2 separate regions of the Gasterosteus aculeatus genome follow, and region 2 is linked to region 1. Evidence: chromatin contacts called from public Hi-C data. All regions are on one chromosome and are shown on one strand. Each heading gives the region's core, a stretch centred on a gene start, on an enhancer-like site or on the middle of the called end of the contact. The rest is flanking DNA. Distances are from core to core; before and after follow the strand shown. Region 1 holds the start of aqp9b (aquaporin 9b). Region 2 overlaps polr2m (RNA polymerase II subunit M).

What was found. A called contact is a pair of places that touch in the nucleus more often than the background predicts.
Region 2: a Hi-C map of tail fin shows a contact between it and region 1, with 4 times the contacts expected there. The contact joins the enhancer-like site here to the promoter of aqp9b in region 1. A contact is called at or near these places in 5 of 6 Hi-C or Micro-C datasets (liver, skeletal muscle, tail fin and 1 more).

Annotation. Positions count from the first base shown.
Region 1 is chr12:12,824,751-12,829,570 of fGasAcu3.hap1.1, reverse strand. It overlaps aqp9b (aquaporin 9b), which reads left to right and starts at 2,454. Exons shown (of 6, transcript XM_040169019.2): 1 at 2,454-2,694; 2 at 3,465-3,591. The coding sequence starts at 2,593. aldh1a2 (aldehyde dehydrogenase 1 family, member A2) reads right to left here and starts at 291. Exons shown (of 13, transcript XM_040165098.2): 1 at 1-291.
Region 2 is chr12:12,874,492-12,879,177 of fGasAcu3.hap1.1, reverse strand. polr2m (RNA polymerase II subunit M) reads left to right here. Exons shown (of 16, transcript XM_040163399.2): 14 at 2,757-3,335; 15 at 3,428-3,650. Among protein-coding and RNA genes, the nearest start is that of polr2m, 12 kb to the left of the region's middle. Within about 2 kb of position 2,322, at least 4 of the 9 cell types and tissues checked have open chromatin away from gene starts, as enhancers often do.

The DNA.
Region 1 (4,820 bases), core at 1,205-3,704:
CTCGTCTCTCCACTCGTCTGCCTGCTGCGCCTCTCGGTGGGGGGTGTGCGTGTGTCTGTGTGTGCGTGTGTGTGTGCGTGTGTCTGTAGGGGGGGGGTGTGTGTGTGTTCTCAACAGAGTTCTGATCGGGACTTTGGGTTTCTTCCTGGGTTTATAGCCAGGTGTCCGCCGCAGTCCGTTTTCATTGGGCAAAGAAAAGGGCCCTCCCTTTGGAAATTAAAGCCACGCATTTACATAAAGGACCTCAGCCATGCGTGCGTGAGGAGGAGAAACACTTCCACCCACCCACCCGGCACGCCCGGCTTGATCTGTTTGCACCACTTTTACCAGCCATGAGACGACGGCTTTCTCAAGCAAGCCATAGTTTAACAACAGACCAAAAAGCGCTGCGCCATAAACTGGTAAATAGTTTGTGTTTGCAAGTTGTGTGCAGCCTGAACTGGATAATGAGGGTGCAAATGACATGTTATGGGTTTACATTTGGATCCCTTCTTAATACGCATTACAGTTGCACAAACTCACAGCAGCATGATGCTTTAATGACGCCTGTTTTTCTGGTAAAACAATGTCCCAGCGTGCATGTGGTGTCACACGATCTGCATCTGCTCTCATGAAGCTGCAGATGTTGAAATGTCCAGAGTGTGAGAGAGTCGAGGATGAAAGTGATTCCTTGAATGGAGTAAACAAAGACGTTATCCCAATATAAACCTAAATCACTATTTGTACTAAAAAAGTGTTTGGCAACATTCTTACATCAGCATCATTCCTTTCCTAAGTGACACAGAGGTGTCAAGTTACTTGCTATCACCCTGCGGTCTTTATTTGCCTTACACAACCTCCCCGCGGTCTAAGATGTTATGTAAATGAGGACCAGAGGGACTGCTGCTACTTGCTGGGGTGTTGTTGCCAGAGATTTGTCCTGCAGGTGATAATTCCTTACGGCACCTCCTTTAAACTTCCCAATAAACATCCACCAATTATCGATCTTGTCTCAGGAAACTAAAGGAATTGAAGCAAAGCTGGGTCCCCCCCCCCCCCCCCCCCCCCCCCACCCCCCCCACACGAATGCAACAGTTCGAGGGCAAATCAGCAGTTTGGGGAAAATACCTGTGGTCAGTGGAATAACAATGTCGTTTTTAAACAAGCTGGGGTTTGTTGATATATACTCAATCAGCGGCAAGGTCTTTACGTTCTACATTTCATAATCGGACGCCCCCCTGACAGGACAAAGGAGTGCGGAGACAGATGCAGGCCCGTCATTTGCAAATTCCCGGAGGATGCTGTTTCTCCATCAGCACATCAGCCCTTTTTTCACAGCATGGGCGACACTCTCAACGTGTCTGTTTCACATCAAAGAGGACGCGTCTGAAAGCGTGACATTGATTAATGCATTGAAAAACATCCCATCCGCGGCCTGTCGCCTCACCTCCTCACAAAGCGCAGCGGAGTGGAGATAAGACGCATCCACCCGTGGGACAAACTCCGGGAGGCGGCGGGTGAAACGTGTTCGTGGAGCGCCCTCTGTTGGCGCGTCACATATGACACCATTGTGATATGTGAATATGTGTGTGTGTGTTTTTTAAGAATTGTAAGTTTGAGATCAGTAAAAAATCTTTAAAGAGGTCGAATAAACACCGGAGTCGATATACGCACATAAACGATGTATTATTACACGTTTTACAGTCGGTTTGTATCGCATCTACGACACTTGGTGCAGTAACTTCTACATACGGGAGGCCATTCTATAAATACTCACACATACTATAAATATCCACATACATACAACAACAGCAGGCAGACAAAACTTAAAATTTGAAATGTATAGTTTTTCTTTTTGCATTCGGCAATACATTTTAGCATCATAATCTAAACATTGCCGAGAGGCAAAACACATGACGGCCAATTTATACAGACGCTGGGATTTTATTTCTTTTTAATTTTGATTTTTGATTTTAAATACCTGAGTGAGCCAAAGAACACAATTGATGTAATAGCAGCTACAACTAACACGTACATTTCTAAAGTGATTTGAGGGAAATCTTTTTGAAATATAAATTGAAAGTTTTTTTTGTTCCCAGCCAAGTTCATATTTTTCATACCTAAATAATTTTGAGTACACATTCAACAGCCAACGTGTAATAATAAAAGAAGGATCTCACCGCTAAAAGCTTGTGGTGACTTTTAAGTCATCAAGCTGACGTGAGAGTTGTTTTCCTATATTTTAATGTACTTATACATTTCATATCGGATATCAGCTTAGTGATCTACATAAATATACTTTGCACTGTCTCCGATGTAGTTTCATTGCCAAGGACTTTCCAATGTATAGTAATGTCAGTTAAAACACAGGCTTAATACTCTCCGTAATTGCTGTGGATGCCAGGTAAACAATCTGGGCTCTTTGTTTCTCTAATCCAAAGTAGACCCCTTGTGGTTGGAAAGGGAACTAGATGTAAAAAGCTTAGCGCGCCTGTCAACCTGCACGGCCCGAGGAGGAGGCGGCACCGACCACCGCGCACTGACTCCCTCACAGTGTTTATCTGTTTGTCCTGATCGGGGGAGGACTTCAAGCAGCGGCAGTGGGGGGAAAAAATGGAAGATGAGAGCAAGAGGAAGATGAAGGAGAGATTTGGCCTGAGGCAGGACATCTTTAAGGAGTTCCTGGCAGAATTTCTGGGGATATTTGTCCTGATAGTGAGTACCTCCCTCTGCACCTGTCATCCAGCTTAAACAGACGCTTTAAAGCTTTGAACCAGCATGCTAATAAGGTGTCAAACTGTGTCCCCGGGGACTGCTGTCTCTTGTATGTCTCTATTAACACATAGTATATTATGGGAATAACAGACTTTCTCTTTGATGTGCTGCAGCTGTAATTTGCTCCTGGCAATCATAACAAGATGTGACTGATGTGGGACTGTTTTTCTTCCCCACATCTCCTCCAAAAGTACAATTATCTACCATCTATCTAAAATATGAGTCATTATCCCCGTAATACGTCATTGTGTCTTAGTTATGAGGATATGCAAAAAACTTTGCGATGATTAAATTATACTACATGATTAAATGAGCAAAAGGTAAAACGTTTGTTTCCTGATTATTCCTCAGTGTTTATGGTAAAGTCTGGACTGTCCTCGCCTCCACCACTGACTCAACCCGTCTCCTCTCTGATTCCACGTTGTCCCCAAGTGATGTAGCTTCCTCAACAGCCCTTTTAATTAAAGGACAACTGTTCTCCTCCCAACACTTTCTCTTTGTCTGAATTACTTCTGCCTTTGACCTAATACATGGGGGGGATTCATTCATTTTTTTTCGAGGCTCCAAGAAAAGGCAAATTGTTTGTGGCAGTCTGAGGCTGTTGGTGGACAAGAGTGCCAGTGTTACCGACGGTTATAATTGGAATAATTAAAAACAGGGAGCCTTCCTACCTCCACCCTTTTGTGTTTTTGTTCTTGTCTGTGTCCCAGCTCTTTGGATGTGGTTCAGTGGCCCAGACGGTGCTGAGTAAAGGGGCTCTCGGGGAGCCCTTGACCATCCACATTGGTTTTACTCTGGGAGTCATGATGGCCGTCTACGTGGCAGGGGGAGTGTCAGGTAAAAGGACCCACATGGACACAAGCACGTTTCACATTCACAACAACTCGAAATAATCCTCAACCCTGGTAGCTAATCAGTTCCCTTATACATTTGTCTGAGGATTCATTGATTTATCTATCAATAATTTCCAGAAAATAGTACAAAAATGCAAGTTTCCAAAAGCAAGTGGCGGCACGTTCCACCGCTTAAAGTTGCAGAGGGGGAAACATTTTTATAGTTAAGAAGCTACATTTCTTTATAAAAATTAAAAAATAATTAAGATAATTGAGTGACTTATTGCGTCAGATCAATTCAGGTATTGGAGGTTTGGCCTGCAGAAGGAAACAAACAGGCTGGTTACAAAAGGCATCAGCAGGTGTTTTCATGTGGTGGAGATGTGATCTTTGTCCATGGACGTCTGACGGTCTCTTTGCTCACGCAGCACCATTATAATTTATATAACTGCCCACTGATCCAGATAAAGTAATGGTTTATGCAGACAATGGACCTTTGTTATGAACTCACAGTGTTATATAATGGAGCAAATTTAACACACACTCTTTTCTTCTCTGGTCTGGAAGTCAATACTTACTGATACACATTGAGTGATTTTTTTTCTGTTGAGTAAACTTTTCCACCATCTCTAATGGGAGGATTTTCAGTGTAAGAGCAGAGTCAGTGGGCTTAAGCTCTGGAGATATTGTGTCCTGGGGTCCGAATTTGACTTTTTCAGGTACATTCCTCCAGGATTACAGCAAGAAGAGCCCTGTGTGTGTTGCCAACAAGGAGAGGGACTGATAGTTGTGAAATGTCACAGTGCTTCTCTTTGGCTGGTGTGTCAATTCATCAACAATCAAGGTCTTATAGTCTGTGTGGTCTTTTTTTATATACTGTTGGTAAGAGAAAGTGTGAAATACATGCAATGTGTCAAATCTGTCAATTAAATATGACGTAAACAGCAGACAATAAGCAGACAGTTAGTTAGCATGAATACTGAACCACTAAGTGAACCCCTAAGATGCTAATACCAGCATTATAACACTGATCAGTAACACACAATATATAACAATATCTACATTCAAACTTATTAAAAATGTATTCAACTTTTACTCTAAAATTTTAAAAATGCGTTGTATTCTTGTATCAGTGTCATATGTTTTAGTTCTATTCCATTTTTTATTGTACATCTATAGAAATGTAATATTATTGATCGAGAAATTGGAGAAAAAAAAATTGAGAATGGAAAA
Region 2 (4,686 bases), core at 1,073-3,572, 50 kb before region 1:
TCGTACAGGGGTCATGGGAGCGACTGTGAATAGTGGTATGCCGTTCAAGACCAAGTCTGTTCGAGAAAAACCCCATCAAATGGCAAATTGACGTTTTTGCTCTATTATACATGCTGGTAGATGAATTTTAATACATATTTACAGTCATTGCGCTTAACTTAGCATGGAGTTAATATGTACGTCATGACTGCACAGTTCTGTTTCTGTAGTTAAGTGCAGCTACATATTTGCTATATTTAGTGGAATTCATGCTTTCCTCTTAAGAAAACAAAGAAGCGTGATTCCTAAAATGTTGAACAAGTTGTTTAAACTCACTTGTCTATTATAATTTCCCCTCTGAGTTCTGTTTTCAAAACTCGCCATTCATGACATACTTAGTTATTTCACTATCACGTTTGACTCAATGATGTAAAAAGTCTTTTCATCAAAGGATTTTCAGCCCATATTTGGGTGTAGCACATAAAATGGTGCTTGTTGTAGGATGTAAATAATCTGATCTCTTGCTCTGTAAAAATATTTTGTAAGTACTGTACTGCAAGATTGTTTCTTTCACACTGTATGTAGCCTAACTATGTTCCTCAAAGAGCTCTGAGCATTCAGTCCTACATGAAGGTTGATGCAGTTATTATCTTCTTGTTCATACAATTATAGAATAGCAATGCACAAATTAAATTAATATCATTTAGTCTTTGTTTTTCGTTATGTACAAGATATTTATTAACATGCTTTGTGCCTTTGTGAACGGCCTACTATCTAATACTGGGGGTGGGATGCATCACTTTGAATTAGCAAGAGGGTAATATAGTAATATGATGTTAATTCAATGGCTGTGCTGAAGTTAAGATTTTAAGTCACTTTAAAGACATTTACCTTATTTGGGTGACTGCTATTCCTGAGCCACAGGAAAAAGTATTATCCAGCTGTTATCCGCACTGCCAGAACTGTGTTTAAAAAAGCATTATGATGTGCTTTTTTCTCAACGATACACATCATACTGAAACTAATGATGAGAGGCCATCGTATGTTTGGATAATTTAGATTTTATTGTATAATAAAATCAGGCATCCTGATTGTGCCAGCACTTTCACACTGTACAACCTCGTATTTTCTTTTTAAAGCTGAAAGGTTTGACTACCTAATTGTTCTTTGAAGCTGATAACTCCGTCATAGCTTGGTAGAGACACAAAAGAGGCTTTAAAATATATATATATATATATATATATATATATATATATATATATATATATATATATATATATATATATATATAATTTCACACCTAATTCCATATGAATTGTGAACTCCAGATAAATGTTATGTAAATATGCAAAACCATAATGACAACATTTTGTGAACGGTCTGTTCTGCATAGTGGACAGATTCAAGATACTTTATTGTAAATTCTGAAAAAGTCTCCAAAGCCGTAAGTAGTGAATTAAAACAACTGGGTAAGATATCATTTAAAAGACTTCTAAATCTAAAGTGAAGTGTGCATTAGGTGATATACCAGTAAAGTACACGAAAAATCACAGCACGTGATACACCTGTTTTGATTAGTTTGTGGGACTCTGATATGAAAAGAAGATTATAGGTTAACTTAGAAAAAACAAAAAAATATAAGAAAGGCGTCAATGTTTTACAGTGCACTGTATGGTTGTGATCTGACTTGGTGCAAACACAAACATTGGTATAATATAGCTTTTTATAAATATATATATAGTTACTTCCCCAAACTGTGCGGCTGTAGCCAAATGCTGAACTCACCTTGAACTGTGAGAGGGTATTATGTGGACTCCGATGGGACATTCTGGTTGTTGGGTCATTGTTTGTTGCAATCAATGAGAGATTGGTTGTCACAGCGGTCGGAAAATTTCCGGGAAATAGGAAAAGCAGGCGTGGAAAATCTGAGAGCCTAAGGTCTGCTCAGACTGACTGCACTTACTGGCTGCTACTGACTGTGTTTGGCCTGTAGAGGGCAGCAAATCACCTTGACTGTCAGTGACACGAAGAAGAGGTGCAGCCCCACTCTCCCCACAGGAGAGGCGCTAGATCTCCACCTGCTGGATTTCCACACACGAAGAAGAAGAATCCCACTTCGCAGTGTTGTTGTCTCTTGTATGGAAGAAGTGAACCCGCCGTCTTCTGAGTTCTCTGACGTTAAATCTCTCCACTTTGTCCCAGAGTCCACTTAATGGGTGGACTTTTAAAGTGGTCAAAGATTAATTGCAGTTCGTATGAACTTTTTAAAACTGCGACGTCAGCGCACGCGGTGTGTGAATGGCTGTAGCTAGCAGCTAGCTGTCACCCGCTAATAGTGATGTCCTCATCGTGGACAGGGCGCCAGGGACAGGTGGGACACCTGAGGACCCAGAGCAAAGATGAGCTCCAAGAACTTATCCTGCGACAGGAGAAGATGCTCTCTAACAAGTGAGTTTACACTTCTAGCCCCCCGGTGTTTATGCTGTATGGTGCTTAAGATCAGTAACCGCGTGACCTCAGTAAATTAAGTTTCATCTACTTTCAGTGGCAGCAGAGAGGTGGCGACCTAAGGAGACGAAACGAGTTTGACTAGTTGTAATGAAAACTGTTGGTCTCATGGTTTTGGCATAACTATATCTTAATTATGGGTTGGTGGTTAGAAGTGGGCGCGTTACAAATAAGACTAAAACATGAGTGCTGGTCTGTTTGTCTCACATCTGTATCTTGAATGATTATTTTGATATTATCATCCAATGATGCATTTGTGTTGTTTGCAGGAGGTTTTTACAGAGCCTTCCAGACAAAGGCAAAAAGATAAAAGAATTTGCAGAGAAATTGCGCCAGGCCATTTATGACCACAACGAAGAGGAGAGGAGACAGAGTTTTGACTCTGTTGCCAGGACGCAGTTACAGACTAAGTATCAGCAGGCTTTCCTTTTGCAACAACGGGCCATCCCCAACTCACCAACAGCCTCGCAGCCAAACAGGCAAAGTGAGGCTGCTGCAGGGGATGCGGTACCTGTCTCCGCTCATAGGCTGGAGAATACTTCGGATGAGCAACAGGACCAGTCCGTCTCCCGCGCAGCTGCTGGTGAAACCATAGAGATGGCCGCTGCTGGGGCCTCTTTGAACTCTGATGAGACAAAAGAGGATGACCTTGTGGAGGCCTTGGGCAGGGTGAAACTGTCTGAAACTAGTTCTGGTTTCATTACCGAGTCCAAAGACCCGTTGAACAGCACAGCAAGAGACAATTACTTTCTCGTAAAGGAAGGACCCAAAACGCCCAACTATGTAACAGTCCTGGAAAGAACGGAGAAGACTTCAGCACGCGGGAAGCTAAAATTCAAACCAAATCAGTAAGTGGACTTGTACTACACTACAATGTAGATTCAATTTAGCTTTATCACAGTTGCTATTGTGACTAACATTTTGTCACCCGTGTTTCCAGGCTGCCTCACAGAAGTGACGTCTCTCCCTCAGGATCCTCGTCACCCAGCCGGTCTTCTGAAGGTTCATCGCCTCTGTCTGCACAGGCCAGGAAGGAGCGGGACAGAAAACACCTGGATGACATCACTGCAGCCAATCCCCCTCCTCTCCACCACAGTCCGGCCCAGCTTCTGTCTCTGGAAGAGTCGGCCGACCTCCTGATGGAACAATTCAAAAAGGAACATGTTAGTGCAGTCGAGTCCACACACACACAACACACTTGTCTTATGTCTCATCCAGTGTAAACATTAAACTACAGGCAGAGATCAGATCAGGGTCAGACATTTAAATATATCAATGTAATTATACTATTTTTTTAATATGAGAATATATATTATAAATGTAATACGGTGTTGTCTTTTCCTTGATTCTAAAGGCTGCAGGTGATGTATAAATCTTTAGACTAGCTGTGCTATTAGTTGCCTTTACCCACATGGTCATTGAATCCAGATGATTCATTGTTATTAAAAATCATTATATTAATATTTAATAAAATTACCAGTAGTAAACCTTACATGACCGCCCCAATATCAATATTGAAATGTTTGGTCCACAATATTGTGATATGATTCACTCCATATCACCCAACTCTCCTTTAAACGAAGTTTCTCACTATGCTGTGTGGTATAATGTTGAGGGAAGAGTATTTAAATGCCTTCTGAACACAGCTCTGTGTTACGAAAAATATACATGGCATTGTGATCCAAGACATTTAGATTGAGTAACCGAGGAAAAAAGAATAAACGCTAAACAATAAATAAATCCGAATCATCTATCTTGGTCAAATATGAGTGGGCATACAAATAATTTCACTGTTTATTTTATTCAGGATGTTACTCTGTGACTCTGGTCTTGTCTGACACATTTTATCTACTGTAGGAATGTATACATATGAGCTAAAACAAATGGAGCTTACTCAATGGTGCCTTTTGGCATTTTTGTCATCTAATCAGATGGAGAATTAATTTATTTCCAGAATGAACTGCGTGAAAGTCCCCGATCAGACCCCTCCATCATCTCTAGAGGGCAGTGTTCCGGCAGTGTAGGAGCTGTTTATTCCTTCACATCCAAAGAAATGACTTCAGAGCCAAACGTCAAGCAGTGTGCTGCTCTCAACTCACAGAGGCCTGTTAAGCTCATTATCAGTCCCCACTTTTGTTGAGGGTTTAACAGCTATAGCCGTGCTGCTTTATAATAATAGGCTTGTTTTGCCTTCACCAG